2 separate regions of the Rattus norvegicus genome follow, and region 1 is linked to region 2. A link is a contact called in public Hi-C data. All regions are on one chromosome and are shown on one strand. Each heading gives the region's core, a stretch centred on a gene start, on an enhancer-like site or on the middle of the called end of the contact. The rest is flanking DNA. Distances are from core to core; before and after follow the strand shown.

Region 1 (5,505 bases), core at 2,666-5,165, 400 kb after region 2:
ACAGGAACCAGATGTAGATCTCTCCTGAGAGACAGCCAGAATACAGCAAATACATAGGCGAATGGCAGCAGCAAACCACTGAACTGAGAACGGGACCCCCGTCGAAGGAATCAGAGAAAGGACTGAAAGAGCTTGAAGGGGCTTGAGACCCCATATGAACAACAATGCCAAGCAACCAGAGCTTCCAGGGACTAAGCCACTACCTAAAGACTATACATGGACTGACCCTGGACTCTGACCTCATAGGTAGCAATGAACATCTTAGTAAGATCACCAGTGGAAGGGAAAGCCCTTGGTCCTGCCAAGACCGAACCCCCAGTGAACGGGATTCTTGTGGGGAGGACAGTAATGGGGGAAGGATGGTGAGGGGAACACCCATAGAGAAGGGGAGGCCGAGGGGTTAGGGGGATGTTGGCCTGGAAACCGGGAAAGGTAATAACAATTGAAATGTAAATAAGAAATACCCAATTTGATAAAGATGGAGAGAAAAACATTCTACAATGAGTAAAATAACACTGAAAAACATTAGGAAAAGTAGTGAGGAATAGGTACTATAACCAGATTGTTTACTGGTGCAAGAAAGGAAGAAGGAAGGAAGGAAGGAAGGAGGGAGGGAGGGAAGGAAGGAAGGAAGGAAGGAAAGAAAGAAAGAGGGAGAGAAAAAGGGAAAGAAAGAAAGAAACAAAGAAAGAAAGAAAGAAAGAAAGGAAGGAAGGAAGGAAGGAAGGAAGGAAGGAAGGAAGGAAGGAAGGAAGCAAGGAAGCATCCAGGTCTCAGGAAGACATTCCCTTACTCTTTGCCATAACGTGAAGGCTACAGAGTGTGACTGTTATACAGATGTTTAAAGTGACTGCACCACTTACACTTCCACAAGCAATGACCACTAATCCCTGTTGCATTTCTCCTTCTTGTCATCGTTCAGTGTGGCCAGTTGTTGTTATTTTTAATCCTAAACACTTTATTGATATGAGGTAGCAACTGACTGTTGCTTTAGATTGTGTTTCTATGGCGACATATAGATAGAGATGGTGAATGAATGAACAGTTTTCAGAGTGAGGGATGACTGAGATGGTGGACAGGATGTGTAGAAAAGCAGTTGCGTTAGCGGTCTCTTTGGTATGATGGTCACTTTGTGTTATGTTTGTGGGGGTGGGTAGACAAATCTCCATGTGTTGCAAAGATATAGAACACATATCACAGCCAGGCGGTGTTGGCGCATGCCTTTAATCCCAGCACTTGGAAGGCAAAGGCAGGTGGAACTCTGTGAGTTCAAGACCAGCCTAGTCTACAGAGTGAATTCCAGGAGGGCCAGAGCTAAAACAGGGACACCCTGTCTCAAAAAACAAAAAAAAAAAACAAACAAACAAAAAAAAAACCAAATAAACAAAAAAAGAAACCAAAAACCAAAAAGAACCCAAAAAAACCAAACCAACCAAACAAACAAACAAAAAATAAAAACCAAACAAAAAAAGGAAAAAAGAAAGACACACACACACACAATACATGGCAAATTATTGGCTTTAATGTTTACTGTATTATAAAAATGTTGGGATAAATAAGTTGAGGGATACGTGTCTCTGTATCACTTTTGCATCTTCCTCTAAATCTATAGTTATTTCCAAACAAAAGGTTTTAAAATGTCAATGCTCCCCCAAATGATGAATGGGTTCCGGAGAGTACTACCCAAGGCCCCGAAGGTGTTTTTACAGGAATTGCTATGCTGATTTAGAACTTTATGTCAAAGTTCAAAAGAACTAAAACCATCAATGAGACCATGCGGAAGATGTAAGATGTTGGAAGAATTAAGCTCTCTGACTTACTGTAAATCTCCAGTAATATCAAGATGCAGACCGTTGATAAACAGCCAGATCAATAAATTGATTCAGAATAAGGCTCACATGTATCTGGTCAGTTCACTTTTAGATAAAAATGGATAATTCAGGGGGGAGAGAGAGAGAGAGAGAGAGAGAGAGAGAGAGAGAGAGAGAGAGAGAGAGAGAGACTAGTCATTCTACCAACTGTGCTGCTCAATCAGCCACCTACAAGGCAATTAAGTAGAATTGTACCTCAGGAGGACCTATGTTTACACATACACACACACACACACACACACACCCCACATACACACACACACACACCACACACCCCACATACACACACACCACACATATGCACACACACACCACATATACACACATACACCACATACACACACACCACACATATGCACATACACACACACACACCACATACACACACACATGCCACATAACACACACCACACATATGCACACACACACAGCACATACACACACCACACACCACACACACACACACACCACACACCACACATATGCACACACACACCACATACACACACCACACACCCCACATACACACACACCACACATATGCACACACACACACACACCACATACACACACCACACACCACACATACACACACACCACACATATGCACACACACACACACACACCACATACACACACCACACACACACACACACACACACACACACACACACGCACCATGCACACTTCCCCCACACGGGCACACATGCTCACACTAGTACATGAAACACTTTATGATCTTTGCAAACTTTTCAGGTTTGTGTTTAGCATCTCTACTGCACTGGTTAATATCTAAGAAACTGACAAAATGACCATCTCTTTGATTATTTAATTTTTATTCCTTTACAATGTCATGCACATAGACAATGAATTTTGGTTGTTTCCACCCCCATTTCTTTCTCTCACTCTCTTCCTGTGTTTATTTGAACAAAAGGTTGCAAGGGATTTAAATTCTCCATCCCCAGCTAGTGGCTGTTTGGGGAAGATCAGGAGAGGCAGTGTTGCTGGAAGGGGAATGTCACTAGGGAAGAACTTTGCAGTTTCCAAAGACTCCAGTCAATCAGCTTTCTTTGCTGTCTGTTTATGGATCTGGATGTGAGCTCTCGGCTTCTGCTCCAGGGACATACCTGCTTGCCTGCTGCTATGTTGCCTGCTATGACGGCGATAGGCTCTGAACTGTCTGGAACTATCTGCCCCAATTAAACCCTTTCCTCTCTGAGTGGCCTTGGTGACGCTGTCTTATCACAGCAATAGGAAAGTAACTAATATTCACACTCTGGCTGCTGAAACATTTCTTTCATTCCCAAGAAGCGAGCCTCCTAAATCCTTGCCATTGAGAGAGAGAGAGAGCCACTGAGTTTAATTAGGATTGCATGAACACAGGCTCAAGGTTATTTCCTGGAGCGTGAGCAACTTATCTGTGGCTACTGAAGAAAATGACATTTGCTTCATTCATTGACTGACAATAGTCTCCAGGGAAGGAAGAACCTCATGAGCTCCTCCCTTAGCCATGAAGGATGGTTGGCCAGGCCAGTCTTATTCAGATCTTATGGAGGAAAACACATCTGCCTGAGTTCATGAACGCAAAGGCCATGCCAAGTTCAGACGCCACCTACTGTGGTACACCCTTTCCATTCTCTGGCTCTGATAGGCAATTAATAGCCCATTTAGGGCTGAGTATGCCACTGTCAATTATTTGTAGTACTCTGACCAGTTATGAGCCTGTATATTAAAATGTTTACTCCTATAATATAAAGTTGCCATAGATTTAGAGATCAGATAGGCCTCTGGCTCTGTCACAGGTAGCAGTCTTCAAGCTGGCTACTTAACTCCTTGAAGAGCTCTGACTGCCTGTAAACACGTTTGTGATACATTTGCTCTGTCCAAAGCCCGATGCCAGGGTTGAGTGACATCATGGTTTTTGTGTGTGTGTCTGTCTGTCTCTTGCCAGGAACACATTAGAGTCAGTCAACATCCAATTGTTGCACTTCTGTCTGCCTTGGCGCTAAGAGCAGCATCTGCCTCCACAGTCTGCCTTCCTTCTTCCATGGGGAGGGGTTGGTTTACTTCAGAATTAGGATGAGTCAGCACAGCCCAGCACCTCACACAGAGAACTCACTTCATTTTCCTTAAACCTCTCAATCCTTTCCAAGCCCATAAGCATCTCTCGTCAGCCTCACACACCACATGCCCACCGGAGAACACTCACCAGGTAAAAGCAAGGCATTCCTGCGGACTCTGAGCTTTTCAATACACTGTCAGGCACTAGCTCCGTGTCGAATACCTCTGAACACATTGATTTCTTTAGAGCAGTTTGATCCCCACAATCTAGAGCTGACTTACCTGAGGCCAATCGATAGAGCAATAGAAATATAAATAAACCAAAATAAAACCCCACTCCTCTCAAACTCACATGGACCTCATAATAGGGCTACTATTTAAGACACTCCTTTTTGTCTCACTTCTTTTGCATGTACGTTTTCTCCAGGATCAGTAGTCTGTGAGAATAAGAATACTTTTGAAACATACAAACGGCTTAAAGTTTAAAGCCACAGTTTTTATTTAATGCATTGGTTTTGATGACATAAACACATCACGCTTCTTACCTGTCTCTCTCCACCTCAGACACCTCAGATTTCTTTGTTTAGGTATTTCCTCTTTCTCGGGGACTCCTTTCCTTCTTTTGACTCTACCGATCTGGAAGGTGGAGCCACAGTTGAAGACACATGTTGTCCTCAAAACTTAAAGTTCATGGTATCTGTATAAGTTCTCAGTTTCCTGTGACCTTTAGCTGTGGGGCTAGGATTTAGAATTCCGTATTAATCTCTAGCTTGTGGGAAGTTGAACAAGATATTTAATCTTCTGATCCTATATCATCTGTAACTTCAAAATGAAGACATTAGCATCTATCACTCAGGACCATTGTGAGGACCAATCAAGGCAATGCCTATGGAAGTTCTTTGCAAATTGAGCCAGCATAAACAAATGAAAGGGATAATTATGCCCAGGACAGCCCTGGTCACAGCTTGCCTTTCCTGTGTGTGGATATGGCTCTCTTTTGAGAAATGCTGTGAGCGTTGAGGTGTTTTATCCCCTACTATGCTAACACAGGCAGGCATTAGGACACAGAACTGAGAGTATTCAGTATGAGGTGGAGCCAATCCGCTCTTCCTTCAACGAAGCAAATGTCCATTGCTACGTTGTTTCTCTAAACAACCAGCAATTGATACACACATTTGTCCTTAAGACATTTCACTAGAAGATCGCTTTCATGGGGAAGAGGGTGAGTTCCCCCCCACCCCACCCCACCCCCGCCGCTGTACCCCTAATGGGTACCACATGTTCAAAGCCTGCATAGCAAGTCACCAGCACGATTCATCAAATGATTATAGGGATTCAGGAAACAGCAAGTCCTCATTAAACCAAAATAAGAATCCACAGCAGATGCACACTCTATTTTCAAGCTATGCTCTTGTGTTTTATTACCCGGGAGTTGCAGAGTCAAAGCTTGCAACAGAGTAACTGAGCTGGAAGCCCAAACGGGATGATTGTGCAGCTCTTGCCGAGATGTCTAAATAGGAATGGCAGATGTTTACAGCCAAAGTCAAGAACACCTTCCACCTGAAGAGGGAAC
Region 2 (5,921 bases), core at 708-3,207:
CTGTGCGCTGTGCCGGGGAAATGTTCTAGAACTGCAAATGTGAAGCACGAGGGCTTCTGGAGTACCTACCACTCACTCCTTGATCCTAGTTGGACACAGGTACAGATATCTGTGGGGAAGAAGCAGAATAAGGGCTGAATTGCAAAGGTATGGGCAGAGTTAGAGAAGCTGACAGAGCTGCAGGTAGCAGGAGTAGGGACTGGCCAGAGCAGAGAGCTAGTGGGGCTTCTCAGGGTCAAACGTTTGAGAGCTGTCAGAGATCGGCTGGAGCAGAGGGGCTGTCAGACGGGAGCTCTGCGCTCCAGTGGATCTCAGCAACTAAATGGGATCTGACTGGGAGCTGGGCAAGTAAGCATCTCACCCTAGCGCTCTGGATGCAGCCATTGTCTCCTCCCAGCAAATCCATGTGAAAGATGCAAGGTAAGGGAGTCCTGTGGTGAAGTCACAAAGGCCACTCCCTGCACAGGCCAGGCCTGACTGCAGCCTCTGACTGAGGATCTGCACGGACAAGTGGAAAATGTCCCGAGCATACATTTCCAGGCCCAGTGGTGTGGTGGTTAAAGACAGGCATAACTCCACACCCTCCAGTGTGCTTATGACCTTGGCAATGTAAAGCTTAGGTAGCATTTATATTGGTATTTTCTCTGCTATCACATGGTTTATGGTTGAACTGTAGTCAGTTCTGTAATTGAATATTAAGCATAAATAGTATATACTTTAGAATGCTACGGATTTTTAGATCCAGCATTTTTGTTTCGTCTCAGATCCATTTCTTCTCTTACTTTTGTGCATAGTTGATGTCAAGCATTACCTAAGGGTAGCCCTTGCTCTGGCTTTACCTAACACCATGTCAGCTATGTTCTATAAGGTGCTGGCCTGGGAACAGCTGGTCTTTAGATTCTTTCTAGAAAAACATAACAAATTTTTTGAACCTTTTAAAATATTGAATATTTGATTTTTGCCATTTTACCAAGATCTATCTATCATACATGTATTTCCTTCTTTATTTCAGTATTTGAGATTTCAAAGGCCTCAGAACTACACAGGCCAGTAAGGACTTTCAAAAGAAATGATAGTCACTATCTTCTATAATCTGGTTATAAAGAGAATTTTAATTGCACAAGCATACCAGAGCACAAGCCAGTGCAGTGCTGTGAGAAATCCGTCTGTCCCACAAGGAAACAAGGGTCCTTGTAAAGCAGAGCTGGGTAACAAGTCACAGAGCTCTTGCCAAGTCACTTGTCGACATTTCTGTTCCCTCATTGTTAATATCCCTTTGATATCTGGGCCTCTGAAAACCCAATCACAAGTTCAGATATCCCGACTCCCGACAGGCTGGAGTTGGTGTGAGAAGACTTCCCAGCAATCCAGCAACCTTGTTTGCTTTAAGATATCTGAGGCGAGTTTGCACTTGATTGTCAAGAGCTTTCCCTTAATACAAGTCTGTAACATTGCCTTTTCACACGGCAGTGATCTCAGAAGTCAAGAGATTTTTTTAAAAGATGGGGCTCAAGAAGAAAAAGTTTTAAAAACAAAACCCCTTTCTAGATGGTTGCTCCCCGTGTCTGTGTTCTTCTGCTTTTCTCCCCTCTGCTCTTTAAGAAGTGCGAGCATCCCTTAGTATCACAGTTGGGGGAACACACAAGTTTGTATACTGAGCTTTTGGTTTGGTTTTCTGTGAGACAGTTGTCTTAGTAGATAGCCCAGGCTGGCTTTGAACTTGTGATCTTCCTGCCTCTGCCTTTAGGCTACTGCTGTTTTGCTTTTGTTTAAATCATAAACTGGTCTTGCACTAGCTTCCCCAGTGTTTGGGTTTTAGGAGAGCATCTTGTAAAAGACAAGTGTGAAACAAACGACCCACTGCTTAAACCCTGACTTGGTCCCTGTGTTTCCATTCCCTGGGCTTAGCGCGCTGTATCTAAGGTAGGAACTGCTGGCTTAGCTGCTTCCGTGCTGGTAATACATTTTTAATGACTCACTGTATTCTCGGAATGTTCAGGGCAAAATAAAGTTTGTTCTTCGGCAACCACTTTACTCTCCTTTACTGGAAGCAGCTGGCTGGGGTGGGCAGGACTCAGGTGCCACGACTTCAGGTGCAACCCCATTCAGGGCGGTCACAGGCAGACCGAGAGGCTCAGACTAGTTTAATAACCTGTTGAACTATAACCTTTATTGCCTCAGGGTTTAATGTAGCCACACAGAAACCGATATTTATTAAGTCAGATAAGGAGCAAGTGCTGAGTCTTAATATGCAGATTCTGAGAGTCCAGTTGTTAGTTAGGTCATGACATTGCTCCACAATGCAGCATATCCCTCCATTGGCTGTTAGATAAACAAGAAGCATTGTGTACGAGCAAGTATGTCTTGCTACCTCTTGTAAAATATTTTATTGAAATACAGCAGTAAAATGCTAACATGTAATACAATATGTGTACTCAGAGTTGTGTTAGACTCGTGTCTGAGAACATGGCCTGATTTTGGTTGCTGTGTTACTGGTTTTGCTCTAGTGGAGGATTAAGGTGACAGGATATGGTGCTCAGAACTGAAGGTGTAAGTGCAGTGTGTATGCGTGAACGAGTCTGACTTTTCTTAGAGGTCTCTCTTCACTATTCCTGTCCTCCCTCCCTCCCTCCCTCCCTTCTTTTTTGTATATTTGTTATTTTATTTATGTGTGTTTGTGTGTTTGTGTGTGTGCGTGTGTGTGTGTGTGTATGTGTGCATGTGTGTGTAGGTCAGAGAGCCACTCTCTAGAGTCATTGCTCTCTATGTCCGGGTCCCGGAGTTGAAACTCAGTTCATCGAACCTTGCTGGCAAGCTCCTTATGTGCTCTGAACATTTCACCATTCTTAAGGACTGTGGTTAGGAGCCCGTCTGAATCCAACTGCCCAGCCTCACTGTTGTTTCTGGGCTGTGGAATCACCTGTGAAGGAAAAATTATCCTGCTGTGTAGATCAAACGAAGTCTCCAGCCAGTGCCTGACTGACAGGGTTGCTCCTTTACACCCTGGCTCCCTCACAGTGTGGGCCGTAAGGCTTTGCTTATGCATGTGGGTAGCATGGTACACATGGCTTAACTATAGGAATCGCTTTGTAGCGTTCACAGGATTTGCCATAGAATTTCGTATGAGGAAAGAAGTTGATCCATATTTGGAATAGATAATGATGCACGAGTTGAGTATCCAGTTAGATATGATCCGTATTTAAATGGAAAGAGGTGAAGTAGACATTGAGTTCTTAGAAGAAACAAAAGTTGGTTTGGAGGCCATTTTCTGCAGAGTACCGTGTAGGCAGACCACTGTTCTCACCTCCTCTCCATCGTTCCTCTGCTGGCTCCTCAGAACTCTTCACTCTGTCTTTTCCTCTTTGATTCAGTGCTTTTGGTATCTGGACAGAATAGTGATTTTTCAACTTTGTTCGCAAGTCCAAGTCTAGCTTCCAGCAGCTGTTTGACCCTGTAAGCACTGAGCCTGCTTTCATATGGGTTTGGAATGTAGGGAGAAACCGAAACTGTAGGTATGCTTTGAGGATTATTAGCTGTATACATATAAAACCGACTGCCGTAGTGTTAGCGGATCTCATGATACCTCCACCCCACACTTAATGTAATATTTGATTCTAATTACCTGGAGAATTAAATAAGATTTGAAGAGGTATGCTAAAATAGTAGTAGTTTTTAGAGCACTAAGTACCCTAATAAAAGCAGCCAAGTGTAAGCAGTGGACCCCGCTGATTTATGAAAGGTTTGGTAGTTGGTACCCTCATCCCAAAGCAATAACAACCTCCCTCTCCCGATTTCACCCTCCCTTGATTGCATTTATGAGGTTTTGGTCCTGAAGAATGATGCTGTCAGTATGTTGCTAAACTTACTCCTTATTTTTAATTCTGCTCCGGCCTCTTGAAGCTTCACCAGAATATCAGGTCCTGGAAAAGCATAAGGAATTTTAATTAGGGGTTTTGTTACATCAGAAAAGTATATTAACACAGCTGGTCTTGAGAAATGTTGTAATTTATAATGGCTAACTTAAGAGAGAGAATTAATTAATCTTCCACAGGAATGAGCCCACTAATTGGTTATCCAATGCCAAGTGGTGAACCCTAAAATCATATACAGACTAACAACTCCGAGCAGCTTGTATTTATGCATATATATATATATATATATATATATATGTAACAATAGTAACTAAAGGAAAAAGCATAAAAATTGGGAGCTATTGGGAGATGTTGGAGGAGGAAGAATGATATAATATTTAATTCAAAATTTTAAAAAATAGATAATTTGTAATGCAGTAACTCCTTAAGATTTTATTTCACTTGTGAGCCATTAAATCGAAAAATCCAGTAATTGATTTGAAAAGAGTTTTGTGTGCTTTATTTTTGATACCAGAAATCCTTAAATAAAATATGTCATTTTGTCACAAGCCTTAATAGAGTTCTTAGCTTCCTATGGTCCTGCAAACCCAGCTGTAATTATTCTTTAGTTTTAGAGTATGTATCTGGCATTAGGCCATCTGTTTTAGACAAATACACTGAGTGTAGTGTGTAATATGACTTTAAAATTTATGCTGGGCCTGGTGGCATGTTTTTGTGACTCCAGCACTTGAAAGGAAGAGGCAGAGACAATCAGCAGTCCCACTCTTGGCCATATGACTTACGCTATATGAGGTCCTGTCTCTAAAGAGCAAATTAAAATTTAAAATCCACAAAACAAAATTACGTTAACCATGTGAATGGGAATGCTCTGACATTTTCATAACACCTTTGAGTTTTGTGAGAAGCCAAAACACACTAGTTAATTTCTCACAGCTACAATTTGTTAATAGGAGTTTCATATTGATGTGTTATTAGTGATTTCTTCAATATAAAATGCCTTGCCTATTTTGTAAGTTCAAAGTATAAAACAAATCATTGTATAACCAAGGGAATTATACAGTGTGAAAAGAAAATTGCTCCCCAGTTATTAGACAGAATATCTCTGGTTGCCCGAGCTTCCCCCGGGTGCATACACAGAGCTCCTTCGGTTCACCTGCTGCTATGTGTGCTCTGCAGCTCGCAGTCCCCAGGGTCTGATGCTCACGGGGCATCAGTATGTTCACCTGGAGAGGGGATGCTCAGGAAGTACTGGAGTCTCAGGAAGATCTGCTGACCCTCTCCTGTGAAGGAGCATCAACAGGCCTCCTCAGGATGCTTGAGTCGTCCCAGCTGCTCTGACCAATGAGCGATGGCTGTGAGGCAGGAGCACCGTGTCCCACAACCACGCTGCTTCTGATGTACCCTCTTAAAGAAACAGTCTGGGGCTTAGCTAGTGAGTGAGCCTGGAATAATCCCACAACTACCAAAACCAAAACAAATTTTAAAAAACAATTTTTAAATATACATAATGTTTGAATATTCTCTATAAAGTATTTTTGAGAGAAACTGAAATGTTCAGTGAAGATGGACATAACCTGTAACCATCGGGTGCATTATGGAACTAGCTCAAGGTGGCTGTCTGGGTGTCCTACTAGAGTCACTTTCTCCTGGAGTTCACCTACAAGGCCAGATTGGGAGAATGCAAAGTGCAGTTTCTGGGTTTGGCTCAGTCACATGACACGCTTTGTGATGTGGTCATGTATATCCTCTGGGACTCAATTTCTTTATCTATGAAGTGAAGGGTTCGAACAAAACCAAACCAAGCATTGATGTCACTTAGAAAATGAGAAATTGTGTTTTGTTTTGTTTTGTTTTGTTTTGTTTTGTTTTGTTTTGATAGACTTGGCTCAGTGGAATTGAAAAGTAAAATTTTTAAAATTTTGAAAATGAATATAGTCTGTGTGTGTGTGTGTGTGTGTGTGTGTGTGTGAGAGAGAGAGAGAGAGAGAGAGGGAGAGAGAGAGAGATCAGCTCTCTTAATATCTGTTGTTTTAACAGAATATGTTAAGA

The links. Hi-C and Micro-C count contacts between places; a contact is called where the count stands out from the background.
Region 1: a Hi-C map of the A7r5 cell line shows a contact between it and region 2, with 4 times the contacts expected there. The contact joins two enhancer-like sites. A contact is called at or near these places in 3 of 12 Hi-C or Micro-C datasets (the A7r5 cell line, the Rat2 cell line and Schwann cells).

What each region holds. Positions count from the first base shown.
Region 1 is chr13:79,604,161-79,609,665 of GRCr8, forward strand. No RefSeq gene overlaps it. Among named protein-coding and RNA genes, the nearest start is that of Dpt, 49 kb to the right of the region's middle. Within about 2 kb of position 3,916, at least 10 of the 93 cell types and tissues checked have an H3K27ac peak or open chromatin away from gene starts, as enhancers often do. A contact at or near this core is called in the A7r5 cell line, where this site is marked.
Region 2 is chr13:79,202,639-79,208,559 of GRCr8, forward strand. The region is part of intron 3 of Nme7 (NME/NM23 family member 7); the gene reads left to right. Among named protein-coding and RNA genes, the nearest start is that of Nme7, 15 kb to the left of the region's middle. Within about 2 kb of position 1,958, at least 4 of the 93 cell types and tissues checked have an H3K27ac peak or open chromatin away from gene starts, as enhancers often do. A contact at or near this core is called in the A7r5 cell line, where this site is marked.